Linked DNA regions of Mus musculus: region 2 is linked to region 1. A link is a contact called in public Hi-C data. All regions are on one chromosome and are shown on one strand. The core of a region is the stretch at or near the end of the contact, and the rest is flanking DNA. Distances in the headings are between cores, read along the strand shown.

Region 1 (3,655 bases), core at 837-3,336:
AAGACTTTTCATTCAACCTAAATATACTCTAGACACACATTAAAGGTGGTATTAAAATTTTATCTCATTTTCATTGATACCTAATAATTAGGCTCTATAATTCTGCTAAAATAGATGAGTGCAAACTGCAAAATCTGCTCAGCATTTTACCTCAAGTAGCTTCTATATATTTTCATCCACTGTTACGCCATGCCATCTAACCTACCTCAGAAGCGCTGGGCTTAGTCAACATTGACCCTTGGTGAAATATTCCCATAAGAACTGCTCTGTAACATTTACTTATCACGGTGAAGACAATCAAAAGGCAGAGTTTGTGTCACACATACACCTGACACTCCAACACAAATGTGACCACTGGTAACTGATGTGTGCCTCCATCAGGGACACTGACTTCATTAGAAGCCTCTGTCTTATGTTCATGAAATGGCAGTGGCTGTACTGAGCCATAGACATTAGAAATTCAGAAATTCCTAGTAGAGCTCTTAATTTCACAGTGGCTCCTGAACCTTCCTCCCATCCTTTCCATCCACAGGGCCCGTCGCTTACCCGATGTCTGTCACATCTGTTGAGGATCATTCAGGGTTCTACTCTCTACAAACTTAAAGCAAAAAAAACCAAACAAACAAAAAACAAAACAAAACAAACAAACAAACAAAAACATGGTCCTTGGCATGGCATCCAAGCCTCCTTTCAATCTGATTCAACACAAGGCTCTCTCCAACCAAGCTTCCTTCTCAGGGAACCTCGGAGTCATGTCCCTGCTACCCTAAGGCTCTCATTAGTACCTCAGGTAATCTCAAGATACCCTTGCTGATTACATCTTGCCCAAGAGGCACCTCTCAGCTGACCTTACACAAGCAGTTTTCCCTCCAACACACTCTTAGGGGGTGGGGTGATGGCTCGCTGGGATAAAATACTTGCTTTGTATCCTAGTTTGCTTCTCTGTTGCTGGGATACAACACTGACCAAAAACAACATGGGGTGAGGGTTGTCTAGCTTATGGGTTGCAGTAATCTATCACTGGGCGAAAACAGGGCAGGAGCTCAAGGCAGGAACCTGGAGACAGGAACTGAAGCAGGGATGAATGCTGCTTCCTGCCTTGCTTTTTGGCATATGTTCGGCTACAGTTCTTACAGAACCCAGGCCCACCTTCTCAGGGGTGGCACCTCCCACAGTGACCTAGGCCCTCCTCCACCAATAGCAATCAACCAAACACCCCACAGATATGTCTACCAGCCGATCTAACGGAGGCAACTCCTCAGTTGGGGTTCCCTCTTTTCGGACAGTTTCAACTTTGTGTGGAGTTGATGAAAACTAACTAGCACAGCAGTAAGCGTGAGGAGCCAGGGCCATGTAAAGGCCAGGCCCGACAGTGTGCCTCTGTAATAACTGTACTGGTCAGGGCAGAAACAGAGCTTACTGGCCAGCAAGCAGCCAAGCTGAACAAATACTCCCTACTGAAGTGAGACACCAAGTCTCCCAAAACAAGGTGGACAGCACCAGAGGACCACAGAGGGGGACCTCCGCCCTCCACAAGCATGCACAGGAACACAGGCATACACACCAAATAATGACAACAGCCACCAATTAAGAGAATCAGTGGGGGAGGGCTCTTTGATCAATCACTTGAAGAAGTAACACTGGACTTCAACAAATGCCTGGGCTTCATCTTGAAGCCGAGAACATAATCACAGGATTACGAATAGCTGAGAAATGGACGCAAAGGTCTGTCCTGTTTTGTGTTCCAAGTCCTTACAGAAAGAAGCATCCATACATGCCTCAGAGGCACCTGGAGCCTTGTTCATTCATAAGAAATCGTAAGTGTTATAAACGGCAAATCGCCTTCTCGTTCGCAGTGTGTTCGTAAGGCAGAAACTCAAGGACTGGGCTGTGCGTTCTCCATTTTCATACTCTGCTACGGAGTATGAAACCCGAGTGAGCAGACAGCCTGATATTCCATCTGTGTGCGGCTACCATGACTTCAGATGTTTTCATAATCTCCAATTTCATGATGAGGCTTTGCTCCAACACTCCAGCGCCTCACGCAGCCCAGCTCCTGGGACCCATCGGGCCCAAAGGCAGAAACACAAAAGCTTCATTGCTCGCTGTCAAACAACAATGAGGCTGTAAGTCGTTCTAGTCACTCCTCCTTTTTGACACTGCCCAAATAAAACTGTTGAGCTAGAAATGAAGCATCACCAAACTGCCCAAACATAAACAGAGAGCCGAAAAGTTCCTAAAAGCATGAAGCCTTCTTTGTGAAGTACCTGCCTATACAAGCTGTGATCATGCTTAAGTCAGTACAAAAGAAACCAAAACAGCGTCAGTGTGATGCTGGAAGCTCAAAGTTAAATTTATTAGTAATATCTAATAGGTCCTTACATTCCTGATTCTTTTCTTTTCTTTTCTATTTTCTCGAGACAAGGTTTCTCTGTGTAGCCCTGGCTGTCATGGAACTCACTTTGTAGACCAGGCTAGTCTCGAACTCAGAAATCCGCCTGTCTCTGCCTCCCGAGTGCTGGGATTAAAGGCGTGCGCCACCACCGCCCGGCCTGATACACGTTTCTTATGTCCTAAGGCAGTAAACAAGTTCTGTGATCAATCTAAATGGTAGTTACTCAGTGAGAATTACTGCTTTAATCCACAGCATAACATTTTTGTTTCCATTTTAAAATCCTCAGAGAGTCCAATGACGCCTTCATATAGTCCCACAGACTTTGCTGAAGTCTACTGTACTTTGTTACAGCTGTTAAGATGAAGCCAAACTGCAAGTTTCCAATTTAGCACAGACACTTTATTCTGTGGGCCAGACACTGCTGGTTATAAGAGCCAGTGGCCTTCCTCCCCTTAGTCTATACAACTATAACTTTGACTTTGTCCATGGCACTAGGTAGAGAATGCCTTAAATAAACAATCAAACAAACAAACTCCTACACTTTCTTACTTACAGATAGAATTAGTTTACAAATGAAACTTAAACTCAGGGCTGGAAGAGTAGCAAGCACATTGTAACTATTAAATGACCACATAACAGACTCTAAACAGCCAAGTAGCAATATACAAGTCTGCCCACCCCTTCTGGAAAAGGAAGATACATTATAGCCCTGACCTGTTTGTCTGCCTTGAAGTTATTATAAAACCCTAACCAAGACAGTATCTAAAAGAGGATGAAGTAAGGTGGGGAGGGGAAAAGTCTATTTAGTCTACTTTTTGTCAGGAGTAGTTAAACTCAAGGGAACATGAAACAAATTAAACTCATTTATAACAAAAAACACAGAGTAACACAAACTAACTCAATGTTACATTACCACGGTGTAATAAAGTTCACTTATTACACAACTGTATGCCAGGAACACAGCATGAACACAAGGAAATCTGAAATCAAGGTTTGCAGAATCCTGAAGCCACTTGAAACCTAAGCCAGAACATCACAGAATATGTTGCACATAGCAGAGAATGTCTTCACACATTCCCCAAACATTCACCTTGCTCGAGTACCAGAACCTATCTCCAGCAGAGTGAGATTCACCAATCCATCAAATCTCTCCCTAAGATGGTGAAACTACACCAAAAACAAAACTACTGTATTCTTGCTTCCTTCTGGTACCATGAGCACAGTAATTATACAAAAAACATAGGGAAGACAGAAAACCCT
Region 2 (3,655 bases), core at 811-3,310, 380 kb before region 1:
CAGTGGCAGGTGGATCTGCATAGTGAGTTCCAGGACAGCAAGACCTATGTACAGAGACTGTCTCCAAAAAAAAAAAAAAAAAAAAAAAAAAAAAAAAAAAAAAACCAGAACAGAACAAAACAAAACAACAATCCAGGTTTTTTGTTTTGTTTTGTTTTTAAACTCAGGCAGGCAATGTCAGGTTTAAAGAAACTAGTTCCTTGAAGTACAAAGGGTGTGAATCTTTTTTTCTGTTTACCAAAAGGAATCATTTTCCTTGCCTCTGGTGAAGGACATATGGATCCACTGACAAATACTTGTGGCTGTTTACCCAAACCCACACCTATCTCCAGCCTTCCTCAGTCCCTCCCCACAAGTACCTGTTACATATTTCAAAGCCCCTACACCAGCATCCTGGCCCCTCTCACACCGGGTCTACTTCCATCTCAAATTCTCTGCTTCAGATCATGGGTTTCCCTCCCTGTAGCTGTTCATCCTCCTCAACGCCTGGAATCAATCCTCTTCAGTCTCTATATCTCTTACTGTACCCAGAAGTCTCTCTTTTCCGTTTCGCTAGCCCTGGCCATGTGCAGTCTGTTTCTCTTTCTGTCTGTTCCAGACTCTTCCAGATAGCTCTGGTCTCCCCCACCCCCAACCCTCTTTGATTGCTCTTGCTCTCTTGATCTCTCTGCTATCCACAATAAAATTCTCTCTCATTTTAGTGGGTCCTTTATTCCTCCTCTTGAACTGTAATTTATATTGTGGGAGCTGTCTCCTTATTCTGTAGTATTACCAGCTTCTGAATGTCTTAGAAGGTGTGTGCTCAGATGGGAATATGTGGGATTCCTCTGAGGGGCCAGCCAGGCCTGTGAGTTAGATATTTGGTAACATTTCTCAGCTTAGACTCCCTTAGGACAGTTTGGGTGTGGCAATGTTTACGGGACATGTCAATCTGAATGTGTTTCCAGATACCTCTGGTCTCCCCCACCAGAGTGTAGAATGCCTGATTCTTGCCTATTAAAAGTCCAATTAAGATAATCCAACATTTCCTAGGCAAATGGATGGACATGGAGGGTATCATTCTGAGTGAGGTAACTCAATCACAAAAGAACTCACACGATATGCACTTACTGATAAGTGGACATTAGCCCAGAAACTTAGAATACCCAAGATATAATTTGCAAAACACATGAAACTCAAGAATAAGGAAGACCAAAGTGTGGATACTTCGTCCTTCCTTAGAATGGGGAACAAAATACCCATGGAAGGAGTTACAGAGACAAAGTTTGGAGCTAAGATGAAGAGACGGACCATCCAGAAACTGCCCCATGTGAGGATCCATCCTATCATCAGCCACCAAACTCAGACACTATTGCATATGCCAGCAAGATTTTGCTGAAAGGACCCTTATATAGCTGTCTCTTGTGAGGCTATTCCTGTGCCTGGCAAATACAGAAGTGGATGCTCACAGTCAGCTATTGAATGGAACACAGGGCCCTCAATGGAGGAGCTAGAGAAAGTACCCAAGGAGCTGAAGGGGTCTGCAACCCAATAGGTGGAACAACAATATGAACTAACCAGTACCGCCAGAGCTCATGTCTCTTGCTGCATATGTAGCAGAGGATGGCCTAGTCGGCCATCATTGGGAAGAGAGGCCCCTTGGTCTAGCAAACTTTATATGCCCCAGTACAGGGGGCTGCCAGGGCCAAGAAGTAGGAGTGGGTGGGTAGGAGAGCAGGGCAGGGGGAGGGTATAGGGGACTTTCAGGATAGCATTTGAAATGTAAATGAAGAAAATATCTAATAAAAAATTGGGAATCAAAAGAAATTAAAGCAAAGACAAAAGCCAGAAAAAAAAATAAGATAATCCAACATGCTTTCATAAATGTCTCCTGCCCCTTACTAAACTATTCCACCCTGGAACAATCACTTCAGGACCCTGAGCAACTCTGATTTGAAAACAAAACTGTCTGTGTTGGTAGTAGGTGAGAACTCAGAACATCTAGACAGTTGGAAGGGAGCATAATTTGAACTGGACTGTCTTGGGCTGACTCAGACTCTTACTGGACAGCAGATCTGAACGCTGACGTAATCAGTCACAGTAAATAGGTTGGCTGCCAAGATAAACGTATTATCATTGTGTGTTTATGCTAGAGTGGAAAAACACATTTCTGTCTTTGAAGGAGTATGTTTCCCTCCCAGTTGTCTCTGGAGTTAGCGATGGGTAGCAATTTAGTTGTCCAGACCCTCATTAATGCTAAATTCTTTCTAATTGGCAGAGGCAGCCATTGAGATGGAACTAATGTGTCCTGGCAGATGCAGCAGTATCAGGTGCCGTAAATGAGAACTCTGGAGCAAAGGCAGATGAGCATCCAAAGCCGCAGGGGCGCCCTTACCTCTGTGGAAACAAACAGCTTCTGTCCCTAGCACACAGTGACATTTCACAGATAGCATTTCCAAGGGCCACTTTCTCCAGGATGTTGTTCACAGATAAACGGAGTTTCTCTGGCTAGAAAGAAGACTGTGTGCTGGACCCTTTGGGGAGACCCCTCCCAAAAATCCGACTTATCTCCATCCTTAGCAGCACACAGGACGTTGGTGAACAGGGCTTTAGGCAGCTGCTTTCCCATTGCAAGTCCCTGCTGCATCTCACAGCGGGAGTTTGGTACCCTGACCTCCCTGCTGCCTTAGGTCTGCAGTTTGCTTTTCTCTGAGTAAAGACAACATATCAAGGGGAGTTTCCATCCTACCTGGTTTGTTAGCTCTGATCTTTCTCTAAAGAGCTCAGAAAGAAAATATCCAGACCCTGAGATGATCTTTTCTCTTATGCAGAGTACGTAGTCTCTATTATGGGATTATAAAGTGGGATTATAGAAGTTTCCGGAAAATGTTCTGGTCTCCGTTTTTGTTCCTGAGGCTCTGGTGAACTGAACTCTGTAGGAACTTCATGGAGATATGTAAAGTCCTTTTCCCAGTAGAGGACACTGAAGTGCTTCCCCAGAACTGAGCTTCACGGTTCTCAAAGTGTCTAAAATCAAGGCAGCTGCCTCCTATGAATCCCCAATTATCAGACATTAAAATTGTTACGTTTCAAACCCCAATGGCTGAGGTGCCTGTTTAACATATCAAAGTAGACCTGACTGCCAGGTTCTCAACATGGCCCAGTCCCTACCTGTTATAGGGTACAGCTGTCCCCTACTCCTGAACTCTCCAGCCCAGGGGTTGGGCTGTCCTTCCCGCAAAGGCTCTTCCATATATCATCCAGATGGTTTAGTTACCTGCCCCTTTTTAACCTTTGACCTTTTGGCTGCTTCACCTGCCCCTCTCTTCCTTCTCCCTTGCCCTCTACTTCTGCTTACATGGCCCAACGCAGCCTGGTCACGTCCACTCTGGGCTCTTCCAGATGTGTCTGCCTCTGGCTATGTTCTCCCTTTTATCTACAAAAAACTTTCTCCTCCTCCACATTTAGAAACAGTCATGTTCTTGGGTTTTTTTTTTTTTTTTAATTTCTTTTTTTCATTTTGAAGTAACAGGGGTAAAAGCAATTACTACTCCCTACCCATCTCTCCCTGCGGTCCTCAAGTCTCAGTCTTCGAGAGCTGTCTTGACCCAGACGATTCATCAGAGATAAGCCCTTTCTTTCTCATCATTACTTTTCCTCATCTAAAAACTTATAT

Evidence for each region. A called contact is a pair of places that touch in the nucleus more often than the background predicts.
Region 2: a contact with region 1 is called in a Hi-C map of muscle stem cells, with 2.9 times the contacts expected there. The contact joins two enhancer-like sites. A contact is called at or near these places in 5 of 39 promoter capture datasets (the 3T3-L1 cell line, 3T3-L1-derived adipocytes, cranial neural crest and 2 more), 1 of 15 datasets of contacts at CTCF or cohesin (large pre-B cells), 20 of 484 Hi-C or Micro-C datasets (B cells, the Ba/F3 cell line, LSK cells and 13 more), 7 of 115 datasets of contacts at active chromatin or transcription factors (the 230-238 cell line, astrocytes, embryonic stem cells and 2 more) and 1 of 9 other capture datasets (embryonic stem cells).

The regions. Positions count from the first base shown.
Region 1 is chr1:34,015,317-34,018,971 of GRCm38.p6, reverse strand. The region is part of intron 4 of Dst (dystonin); the gene reads right to left. Among named protein-coding and RNA genes, the nearest start is that of Mir6896, 100 kb to the left of the region's middle. Within about 2 kb of position 2,086, at least 16 of the 459 cell types and tissues checked have an H3K27ac peak or open chromatin away from gene starts, as enhancers often do. A contact at or near this core is called in muscle stem cells, where this site is marked.
Region 2 is chr1:34,398,281-34,401,935 of GRCm38.p6, reverse strand. No RefSeq gene overlaps it. Among named protein-coding and RNA genes, the nearest start is that of Mir5103, 33 kb to the left of the region's middle. Within about 2 kb of position 2,060, at least 24 of the 459 cell types and tissues checked have an H3K27ac peak or open chromatin away from gene starts, as enhancers often do. A contact at or near this core is called in muscle stem cells, where this site is marked.